2 separate regions of the Sus scrofa genome follow, and region 1 is linked to region 2. The links are chromatin contacts, called in public HiChIP or PLAC-seq maps. All regions are on one chromosome and are shown on one strand. The core of a region is the stretch at or near the end of the contact, and the rest is flanking DNA. Distances in the headings are between cores, read along the strand shown. Region 1 has its middle 11 kb from the start of SLC45A1. Region 2 has its middle 110 kb from the start of ERRFI1.

Region 1 (5,487 bases), core at 1,216-3,715, 130 kb after region 2:
CACCCAGATGGTCACAGGGATGGGGTAGGGGAAACCTCTAGGAGACAGTGACGAAGGGCCTTTCTGGTTGAGGAAATGGCCATATGTTTTATTCCTCCTCTATAGTAGAACTAGACTATTACCCTGACGGATCAAAATTAGTCTCATTATCTGCGGACGTCAGCAGGAGAACGAGGCACCTTGGGTCTGTTTGGGTTGAGAATCTGAAAATCATTGCCATCAAGGAACAGATAAGGGGTTCTAGAGGGAGAAGATTATTCGGAGATCTTCTGCTGGCCTCGCTTTTTTTTTTTTTCCCCATGGTCTCCTGCGGCATATGGAAATTCCCAGGCTGGGGGTCCAATTGGAGCTGAGGCTGCAGGTCTTTGCCACAGTCATGGCCACATCAGATCCAAGCTACATCTTCGACTGACGCCGCATCTTGTGGCCATGCCAAATCCATAACCCGCTGTGTGAGGCTGGGGATCAAACCTACATCCTCAGAGACTCCTTCGCGTTCTTTCCTGGCTGAGCCGCAATGGGAACTTCCAGCCTTGCTATTGAAAAGCCCAGGGACCTTGGGCAGGTTACTTCTCTCCAGGCCTGGTTTCCTCGTTTTTTGAGGTGCTGGGGCTGGGTGACATCATCTTGCAGAATCGGCCCACTTGGGACTTTGGGATACATAAGCTGAGCTGTCCGCAAGCCCCCAAGCCCTTGGTCGTGGGGGAAATACAATGAAAAACAGACCTGGAAGTAAGATTTTAAAGCCATTTTAAATGTTAAATCTGATACATTACACCTCTTGAAAAACAGGACCCCAAACTTTCAGTTCTCAGTTTTTCAACAAACAACCTCCAACACTGTTTATTTCCCAGGAAAGGATTCTTATAACAAGCTCTTGGAGTGAAGACACCACCAGAATTCCCTAGAGAGGCCAATTCCAGTTGTTTCCATCACAAAGAATCCTCTCTGCTCTCCCGCCCTAAAAGCTTTCACCTCAGGTCTTGAGAGTGTTTAGCAAAAGGCCTTGCCACCTTCACAGGCCTTTCTCACCAGCCTCTGGAATTTTCTCGGTCCACAAAGGAGACAGCAAATTGCTTGCTTTACAAACTTCTCCAGGGGTATTTTGGAGAAGATGCAGCAGGAGGCAGCCCAGGCTCACTGGTGAGACCCCAGCACGGACAGTCTTGGCCACTTTGAGACCCGAGCGGGGTCCCTCGCTGGGCGGGACACCTCCATCCTCTAGCTGACCAGGGACAGACCTCCAGGGCCCTGCGTTGGCTGCTTCCAAAATGTTGGCCCTCAAGGAAAGAATCTAATTTTATTTGAAAAAGACAACTTCTGCTGCCCAGGTGCCTCCTGAACGGCTAAGGCTGATCCACAGAGCTGCGATGAAAAATGAGTTAAATGGAGTTAAAAAAAAAAAAAAATCTCTTTACAAACTAGAACAACACGGGCTATGTTGAGGCCATTAGCGGAATTTCACTCAGCAGGAGCCACTGTTTTCATCAGAGAAAGGATTACAGGGGAGGCTTCCAAGAAACAGAAAACAAGTCCCAATTCAAGCTGGGTAAATAATGAGGTGTCTACTGGAGGCCAAAATGTTGGACCCAAGTGGAGCCGAAAATACAGTCGGGATGAATGCGCTAGAAGAGGCAGGTTCATTGAGGGAGAAAGCAAAGCCCTTTAATTGATACCAAATGACTCACAAACAGGGGCCCATCATGGTGAGAGGGCAGAGTGGAGATTTGTGGAGGTGGGAGGGTCCCAGCACGCCCTTGATGGTCAAGTTTAAATGAAGACAAAGCCCTTGGCATCCAAACCCCGACTGCGGATCCAGTGCTACAGTCAGCGAAGTCTGGAGAGCTGTAACTTCTGCTGGGCTCAAGTTCAACAGCACCTGACTGATGGTGTTGGGAAAATGAGAAGTCAGGAAACAATACTTTAAACGGTGTAAAAATTAGAATGGAGAGCCCCGAGTTACCCAGAAATCTTTCAATGCTACTGCCCTATAAATTATTGAAGGAGTTCCTTTCCTGGAGCACACGAACGATTGAATAGGATCCTTCCAAGCTCGTAATGACTTGGAAGATCTTTCTTTAGTCACAAGAAGTCTGGGGACGTGGTTCTAAATCACAGCTGGATATTAGAATGTCCCAGGAATTTTCTGAACAAGAGAAAAGACACTGTGTTTCACTCCCCATTGTCCCACAGAAAGAAGGCGGAGTGGGATGTTTTAACAGACGGTGCTGGGGTTTTTTTTGCTTAGGACTTTATTTTTATTTCAAAAGGAGCACAAGCTCATTGTAACCCCCCCCCAAAAAAAAAAAAAAAAAGGGCAGCAGTGGCTGAAGAGAAAGGTCAGTGTCACCTGCCCCACCCCACTACCACTGCCCCAGGGGTGGACAGGACTGCAGTTCAGGGTAGATCATTCCAGACCCTGTCTTTGCGTATACAAATGACACACACATACCCTTTTCCCCTCTACGCTTCTGGCTAGAAAATTAAGACCAGCATTTAAGCATTCCTTTCTCTTGAGCTGTTTTGATAGCTTAGTGCTAGTTTGAAACATGAGCTAAACCAGAAGGCATTGTCTCAGGAAAGCAAACTGCTAAATGCCAGGGGCTGGAGTCAGAGCCACATTTTAACATTTTTAACCCATACTGGTTGAGGTGATCGTGGTTAAAGAACTAGGACCCTAATCTTATAGCTCCAAGCTTTTTCTTTTTTATTGAAGTATAGGTGGTTGTTGTGGTTTGGGGGATTTTTGTTTGTTTGTTCTTTGTCTTTTTAGGGCCACTCCTGTGGTTTATGGAGGTTCCCAGGCTAGGGGTCCAAGCAGAAATATAGCCACCGGCCTACACCAGAGCCACAGCAACTCGGGATCTGAGCCACATCTGCGACCTAACTACAGCTCACAGCAATGCCGGATCCTTAACCCACTGAACCAGGCCAGGGATCAAACCTGTGTCCTCACAGATGCTAGTCAGATTCATGTCCACTGAGCCACGACGGAACTCCTATCAACGTAGAGTTCATGTCCAATGTCGTGTTAGTTTCCAGTGTACAGCAAAGGGATCGGGGCGCTTTTTTCCACGACAGGTTAGTACACGGTATGAACTAGAGTTTCCTTGTTCTGTGGTAGGTACTTGTCGTTTGCCTGTTGCACAGAGAGTAGTGTATGTGTGCTAAGCCCAGACTCCTCATTTGTCCCCAGCTACTCACCCACTCCACTCTTATGTGGGTGGGATTTGATAGCTCCCGCAGTCACGGGAAGGAAATGTCAAGAATATTTAGGAGCCTGTGCAGACCTCAGACGTAAGTTTTTAACGCACTTCTGTAGGGAGGGTCTCTGAGCCCAAAGGTGGTTGTTTCAGGTCTGATCAAGCTTTGATGATCTTTGAGAGAAACCTGAAAGGCAACAGGGTTCGGCAATTTCATTTAAAACTAAAAAGACACAAGCGACAAACCCTAACCCTCACCATCCAAAACTCCCGGGAGCTTGGTTTCTCAAAGCGCGGTTTCGGTTCTGTCTGCCCAGAAGCACCGGGATATTTGTTAAACTAGTCCCCCCAGAGGTATGGAATCAGAATCTCTGGGAGAAAAATAGCAAGCCTTTTTTTTTTTTTTTTTTTTTGGCTTTTTAGAGCCACACTTGCTGCATTTGGAAGTTCCCAGGCTAGGGGTCGAAGCGGAGCTACAGCTGCCAGCCTACACCACAGCTACAGCCATGCGGGATCCGAGCCATGTCTGCGACCTACACCACAGCTCATAGCAAGGCCAGATCCTTCACCCACTGAGGGAGGCCAGGGATCAAACTGGCAACCTCATGGCTCCTAGTCGGGATCATTAACCACTGAGCCATGAAGGGAACTCCCAGAATTTTTTTTTTTTTTTTTATGGCTGCACTCATGGCACATGGAAGCCCCTGAGCCAGGGGTTGGATCCGAGCTGCAGCTTGGACCCAAGTCACAGCTGCAGCAACTCCAGATCCTTTGACCCCACTGAATTGGGCCAGGGATTGACCCAAGCCTCCACAGCAATCTGAGCCAGTGCAGTGAGATTCCACCCCCGCTTTTACAGCCGAACCTGTGGCATATGGAAGCTCCCAGGGCTTGGGGTCAAATCAGAGCTGCAGCTTCGGGCCTATGCCACAGCCACAGCAATGGATCCCAGCCACCTCTGCAAACTATGCCGCAGTTTGCAGCAACGCCAGATCTTTAACCCACTGAACGAGGCCAGGGATCGAACCGGCATCCTCACAGACACTATGTAGTGTTCTTAACCCACTGTGCTGCTGTGGGAACTCCAATAATAAGCATTTTTAAAAGCACCTCAATTGGTCTTTAGCTACACCAAGGCGTGAGAAACACCCACGAGAACAAAAGAAAAGAAGAAAGAAGCCCTGCCTCTGTTCCCTGGGGGTTATTTCAGGCCACCCTATGACAAGAAAAACATCAAGGCCCAAAGATGGCACAGGGACCCAAAGGGGCTCCTATCCCTGGCCAGCCACCATGTGCAGGCAGAAATGAAATGCAGAGGCAAGTCCTCGTAAGGCGAGGCGTGAGACTTTCTGAAGCCAGAACAAGGAGAAAGAAAGAGCAGCATTCACAGCAACATGGATGGACCTAGAAATTACCATGCTAAGTAAGGTCAGTCAGCGAGACGCCAACGTCATACACTGTCACTGACAAGTGGACTCTAAAAAAGGACACAACGAATGTCTTTGCAGAACAGATACCGCCTCACAGACTTTGAAAAACGTCTGGTTTCCAAGGAGACAGGGTGGGGTGGAGGATGGGCTGGGGGCATGGGATGGAAAAACTGCAAAATTGAGTTGTGATGATCATTGCACAACTATTAATGTCATACAACTCACTGAGTTTAAAAAAAGTTTGAGGAGTTCCCACTGTGGCTCAGTGGTGAATGAATCCAACTAGGAACCATGAAGTTGCAGGTTCGATCCCTGGCCTCGCTCAGTGGGTGAAGGATCCGGCATCACCGTGAGCTGTGGTGTAGGTTGCAGACGCGGCTCGGATCCCGGGTGACTGTGGCTCTGGTGTAGGTAGGCGGCTTTAGCTCTGCTGAGACCCCTAGCCTGGGAACCTCCATATGTTGCAGGTGCAGCCCAAGAAGAGAAAAAAAAAAAAAGTTGGAGATGCTCCAAATCAAACCGTACCAGGGAAAAAGTGGGGAGAATTGACTGAGACCTGAAAATGTGCTAAGTATCCTGGCGGCTGACAGGCTTATTTAGGGACAAAAGACAAACCTAAATGACACAATATTGAACAGCGTAGCTCCTGGATGGTTAGGAGCCAGACTATGTGGCATAGACAAGCAAGTTCAGAGGAGACAGAGGAGGGTTAGAAAAATAAGGCAAGACTTCAAGAATCAGTAGGATTTGATGCCAGTACCTCACTGGGAAAGGCAGAAATTCAGGCAGAAGCAGAGAACAGTCCCAGACAGGTGTGGACCTGGGGTTCTGGGAGCAGATTGTGCCAGATGAGG
Region 2 (5,994 bases), core at 1,656-4,155:
ACTGGGGCCCAAATAAGATCCACATGTTACATTTGAGTGTGGAGAGGCCGTTTATGTCTCTTTTAATCTAGACTCGTCCCCCGGGTCCTTGTGGAGACTCGTCAGATTCTTTTCCACTGAGCCACAATGGGAACTCCTTTTCTCCAGAGTGTTTCTATGTTGGAGAACCTGGGTTTTCTGTCCTGTAGAAATTCCCCACATTTTGAACCTGGCTGATTCTGTCCCCCTGGCATAGCGGCAGTGAGCTCTGGAAGCTTGATAAGATTCAGACAAGAATACTTGAGGTTCCCTAGGTTTTTTCCTCCCTTGGGGATCCTGAGCTATCCCCACATCTCAGGCTGATATGGGTGGGAGAAGCTGGGAAAGCCAGGGGCTCTCCTGCCCTAGGTCAGCTTCCTTTGCGTCCTCACAGAGCCTGAAGGGTCTCATTTGGGGATCAGGGTCAATGCCATGGCTGTGATTCCTTCAACCACTCCAGGCCTCACACCAAGGGCTGGTCTGTCTCCATCTTGGCCATATGAGTTCACTGTGCCTCCTTTCAACTTGCTGAGTATTGGAAGCACAATGATGCCAATTTGATTTTTGACACCAGCTGTTGTGTGTCAGTTGGAATAATATCTAGTGGGAAGAGCCCACCCACACACCTTCATTCTAAGATTAGGTTGGATTCCCTGTTTTTTGAAGCAAGGCAACTCAAGCTTATAGGAAGTAGGGTGTCCCCTCCTTCACCAGGGGGACACACAGATACAATACATCTCAGAGTAACTCTCCAGGGACCAAAGTGGACAGCCTCATGGACTCAAAGTGGCCCATCAATGCCGTCTCTGATTTTCTTTGGGCCACGCCCATGCTTCAGAAGTTCCTGGGCCAGGGATTGAACCCGAGTCACAGTAGCAACTGAGCCAAAGCAGTGACAAGGCAGAGTCCTTAACCACTAGGCCACCAGGGAACTCCTGTGATTTTCTCTCTGCCCTCGAACTTTCATACTCTGGGCTTGTTATTCTAATTTAAGAAGAACTTACTCTAGCCATCATGCTTGTGTTCAAGAGAGTGTTTATCAGCATTGGACTCTCCTGTTGCTTGAGCCAAACTCAGTTTTAGCAAGGTCCCTTCTCACTGGGGAAGAGAAATTGGAGTTGATGCCTGGGTTTCCCTGAACTCCAATTCTGCATCCAGATTCCCGGCGTTCTGGAAGGTCTATTCCGCAGCAACTGTTGACCCAGGAGTTTTAACGAGAACACTTGGTACAGAGTTGGGTGTGAGACCCATGATCCCAATGTAAGAAGCTCATATTAATCCTTTGAAGATTTTCCTTGAAAAGGAAACAGTGAAAATACTTTGGCAGGAGTTCCCATCGTCACTCAGCAGAAACGAATCTGACTACTATCCATGAGGACGTAGGTTCGATCCCTGGTCTTGCCTGGTGGGTTAAGGATCCGGCGTTGCTGTGAGCTGTGGTGTAGGTCGCAGATGCGGCTTGGACCCCGCGTTGCTGTGGCTGTGGTGTAGGCTGGCGGCTACAGCTCCGATTGGACCTCAATATGCCACAGGCGCACGTCTAAAAAAAAAAAAAAAACAAACAAACAAAAAAAACCCAAACTTTGGCAATAAACTACACTTCAATAAAAATATCCTCACTGATCATAATACAATCATGGTAATATAAAACACTTTGATAAAGAACTGTGGATCAGGGCAGTTCCCGTTGGGGCTCAGCGGTAACAAACCCGACTAGCATCCGTGAGGACATGGGTTTGATCCCTGGCCTTGCTTGGTGGGTTAAGGATCTGGTGCTGCCCTGAGCTGTGGTATAGGTCACAGGTGTGGCTCAGAACTGGAGTTGCTGTGACTGGGGTGTAGGCCAGCAGCTGCAGCTCTGATTTGACCCCTAGCCTGGGAACTTCCATATGCCATGAGTGTGGCCCTGAAAAGCCAAAAAAAAAAAAAAAAAAAAAAAAAAAAAAAGAATGGTGAATCTCTGAGGGTGCATCTCTGGACCAGAGTTCCAGGAAGTCTGAGTAACTAACTCTCACTGACTTCTGATAGACCAACACATGTTTTGACAGAAGGTATATTTGAGATAAAACAAGGGTCTGCCCCGGGAGCTGATGGGAGCAGATAGAGGTGCTCTCTTCTGGTGTATGCTGGGATCACTAGTTAGCATCTAGTTTAAGTGAAAAAGAATGCCTTAGAACTGATTCAGTCTGCCGTGCACCTGAAACCAACACAACAGTATGTCCACTATACTCCAATAAAATTAAAAAAAGAAGGGACATTAGAAGGGGTGTGCGGTGGTGGCACTGGGGTCGCAAATGGAAATGATATGGTTCCGGGAGCTGGAAGCACCACCCGTTCCACAGGGCCAGTGGGAGGCACATGCCAGGATTTCCGGTCCCCTCAGATTGCCCTAAGGGAAAGAGGCAATTCCATCAAAGGAAATTCAGGTGCCACTGGGATGGGAGAATGGTTACCGGGCAAACGAAACCCAACATTATCCACTTTCTCTCTCTGTGAAGCCAGAGGACCATGATCAGCTTCCTCTGATGAAAACATTTAGTTTCTGGGCTTCAGGAAAAAAAAGAAAGAAAGAAAGAAAAAAAAAAAATGGCCCGAAACCCTCCAACTTAAAGGAATGCATTTTCTAAAAATCTAGCTGCATAAACAATACCATGAAAGGCCAGAAGGAAGGCTATCCCGCTGGGGTATTTGTGTTGCATTTCTCAATTTACCACATTCCGAGAGCAGGATTTATCATCGTGGGTAGGGAATGTTTCTGAGGACACTCGAGGTCAGGGCAATGTGGTCATTTGCATTTTGAAACACAGGACCGTGTGTTTCCACAGCTGCCGTCTTCCCAGCTCTCTGGGACAGCAGGCTTAGTTCATCCTGGCCGAGGGACAGCCTGGCTGCATGGCTCGCTCGGGTCACAGAAATGACGGCTTTTCTTGCTCAGGACATCTGAGCTTTAGGCGGAGGCACAGTCGGCCAGCTGGGCAGTGGCCTCTTGGCTCGGGGATCTAAGGGGCTAGCAAGCAATTTGGGAGGAGACAGAGGTTGCCAAGGTGAACCCCAAGGTTCTGGTCCTTAAAGACAGAAGACTGTCTGCTTCCATTTCTCTTTCTCTCTTTCTTATCATCAGTCTTTTTATTTTCAGTTTCTTTTTATGTTTTTTAATTACTCAATGAATTTATTACATTTATGGTTGTACAGTGATCATCACAATCCAATTTGATAGGATTTCCATCCCACACCCCCAGCGCATCCCCCCAGCCCATTTCTATCTTCTTAAAGTAAAACGATGACTAACCTTCTTTCTGAGCCCTCAGTGGTGTCAACGCCCCAGGCCCTCCATCTGGACTTTAGCCGATACTCTGTGAAGTCATTTTCATTTAAAAATGTATACTCAGAGTTCCGTCGTGGCACAGTGGTTAAGGAACCTGACACAGAGGTTGCGGGTTCGATTCCAGGCCTTGCTCAGTGGGTTAAGGATCTGGGTTGCTGTGAGCTGTGGTGCAGATCACAGATGAGGCTCAGCTCCTGAGTTGCTGCGGCTGGAGCTGTGGTGTAGGCCGGCGGCTACAGCTCCGACTAGACCCCTAGCCTGGGAATCTCCATATGCTGTGTGTGTGGCCCTAAAAAAAAAAAAAAAAGACAATAAATAAATAAATAAATAAATAAAAATGTATACCCATCATCACCCATCTCAGATTAAAGAAAGCTTAAGGAACACTGACGATGAAAATAAAGGCTAAAAGAGAACAATTTCCACAAATTGGCCATAATATGAGTTTTCTCAGATTTCTTGGTTGTTTTCATCAGCTGAAAAATTAAATTTTTCCAAAATCAAAAGCTAAAAATAATGATGATAATGCCCTATCTTGCTCGTCATTTGTTAGGAATAAATATGACCCATATCCACGTGGCATTTTTGCTGAGCGACGCTGACAGCTCATAGTCAGAACCTTCTGTTTGTCATTTAGAGGCAAAATGGTGAGATTTGCCCAAATATAAAAACCTCAGTTATTAAAACTCAATTTTTTGGGAGTTCCCATTTTGGCTCAGCAGGTTAAGAACCTGTCATAATATCCGTGAAGATGAGGGCTCAATCCCTGTCCTTGCTCAGCAGGGTAAGGATCCTGCTTTGCCATGAACTGGGGTGTAGGTCACAGACACGGCTCAGATCTCACATTGCTGTGGCTGTGGTGTAGGCCAGCAGCCGTAGCTCTGATTCTACCTTTAGCCTGGAAACTTCCATATTCAGCAGGTGTGGCCCTAAAAAGCAAAAAAAAAAAAAAAAAAAAAAAAAAAAAAGGCAAAAATTCCAAACAATTCATAGAACCAGTTTTTATCTCTCTTTTTAATGTTGTAATACATACTTTGAATTTACATTTGAATCTACACTGGTCACAAAATATACTGATTTACTATTTTTATTATTTTTTTTAATGGTCACACCTGCGGCAAATGGAAGTTCCTGGGCCAGGGATTGAATCCACACCTCCAACTACTTTACTATTTTTTTTTTAATTTTAAAAAATTGTTTGACTAAATACATTACTTTAAAATTGGTTGATAATCCATACTTTTCCTAATTTAATTCATTTAGAGTAAATTAAAGAGTATATATCCCTCTTTAAATATGATAAAGTTGAAATAAATATATGTATATATATGTCTTTTGTCCTTTTAAGGCCGCACCCGTGGCATATGGAGGTTCCCAGGCTAGGGGTCTAATCGGCGCTATAGCTGCCAGCCTATACCACAGCCACAGCAACGCCAGATCCAAGCTGTATCTTCGACATAACGCCACAGCTCATGGCAACCCCAGATCCTTAACCCACTGAGCAAGGCCAGGGATTGAACCCTCAACCTCATGGTTCCTAGTCAGATTCGTTTCCTCTGCACCACAGCGAGAACTCCCAAAATAAATATTTTCATATAGGTTGGGATTTGGGGGTTGCAGTAGAAATTTACCATCAATTTCTGCCCACACCCCTTCCACCCCAATAAGCTGAATAAACCATAACCTGCAAAGGGCAGCACCTTGCTAAGCAAATCCTGCCTGGCAATATTTGCTTTGTCTCTTAACCTCATTCTCCCACAGAATGCTTTCCCTCAGGACCTTGATGTGGCCAATCTGGGGCTGCCTCTCAAACCACCTCTAGCTGACGAAGGCGCAAAAGCACAGGGGCGGGGTTTGTGAGGGAGCTCAAAAGATGGGGAAAACGGCTGAGTCCCCTGGTCTCAGAACAGCTCCAAGGATCTGAGTCGCCTGATGAATGGGCAGCCTCTTCCGACGTGTAAGTTCCTCTTTCCTCAAAGCTTTTGATGTGAGTCACCAGGCTGCCTTCTAGAACAATTTTTTTTTGGGGGGGGGGTTGTCCCTTGGTCCATGTAGCTTCCTTCTGTAGTGGCTCTAAGCTGGCCTCTTTGATGGCCGCTTATCTGTGGTCTCAGCCCTCCCCCAGGTTCCACATTCAGGTTCATGACCTTGATCTTCCGGTAACATCTGGTGTGGAGAGTCACCCAGGTGTGGCTAGCAGGCTTCACATGACCCCTGTGACTTCATGTGACCTGTGAATCTTGGGACCAAGTGTCCCTAGGAGTCACTGTTTTTGCCTTTGCATCTGGCAGATACTTCGACTTGCCCCCTTGATAACCATTCTCTTCTTTTCCCTAATTACCAGAAACCCAATTTTTCTGGTACCCACTTTTCCGGAGGCTCTTGCAACGCAGGGTGGCCAGGTGACATTGTCCTGAGTTGTGTGGGTGGTCTGCCAGGGATTTCTGGAATTGTCTTGCTTTTGTGATATAGCACCACCTCTTCCTCTTTCTCTTTGTCTTCATCTTCCTGCTTGGAATATGGCCATGGAGCTGGAGCTGGAGCAGCAATCCTGAGACCATGAAGTTAAAAAAAAAGAAAAGAAAAGAAACCAAAAGTCACATGCTAAGGGTATGAAACCAAAAGTCACATACTAAGAAAGATAAAAGGAG

Evidence for each region. HiChIP or PLAC-seq counts read pairs in DNA pulled down with a chosen protein or histone mark.
Region 1: an H3K27ac HiChIP or PLAC-seq map of skeletal muscle shows a contact between it and region 2. The contact joins two enhancer-like sites. A contact is called at or near these places in 8 of 47 Hi-C or Micro-C datasets (embryonic fibroblasts, fibroblasts, mesenchymal stem cells and 3 more) and 1 of 2 datasets of contacts at active chromatin or transcription factors (skeletal muscle).

What each region holds. Positions count from the first base shown.
Region 1 is chr6:68,920,341-68,925,827 of Sscrofa11.1, forward strand. No RefSeq gene overlaps it. Among named protein-coding and RNA genes, the nearest start is that of SLC45A1, 11 kb to the right of the region's middle. Within about 2 kb of position 2,466, at least 32 of the 83 cell types and tissues checked have an H3K27ac peak or open chromatin away from gene starts, as enhancers often do. A contact at or near this core is called in retroperitoneal adipose tissue, skeletal muscle and subcutaneous adipose tissue, where this site is marked.
Region 2 is chr6:68,788,021-68,794,014 of Sscrofa11.1, forward strand. No RefSeq gene overlaps it. Among named protein-coding and RNA genes, the nearest start is that of ERRFI1, 110 kb to the left of the region's middle. Within about 2 kb of position 2,906, at least 33 of the 83 cell types and tissues checked have an H3K27ac peak or open chromatin away from gene starts, as enhancers often do. A contact at or near this core is called in retroperitoneal adipose tissue, skeletal muscle and subcutaneous adipose tissue, where this site is marked.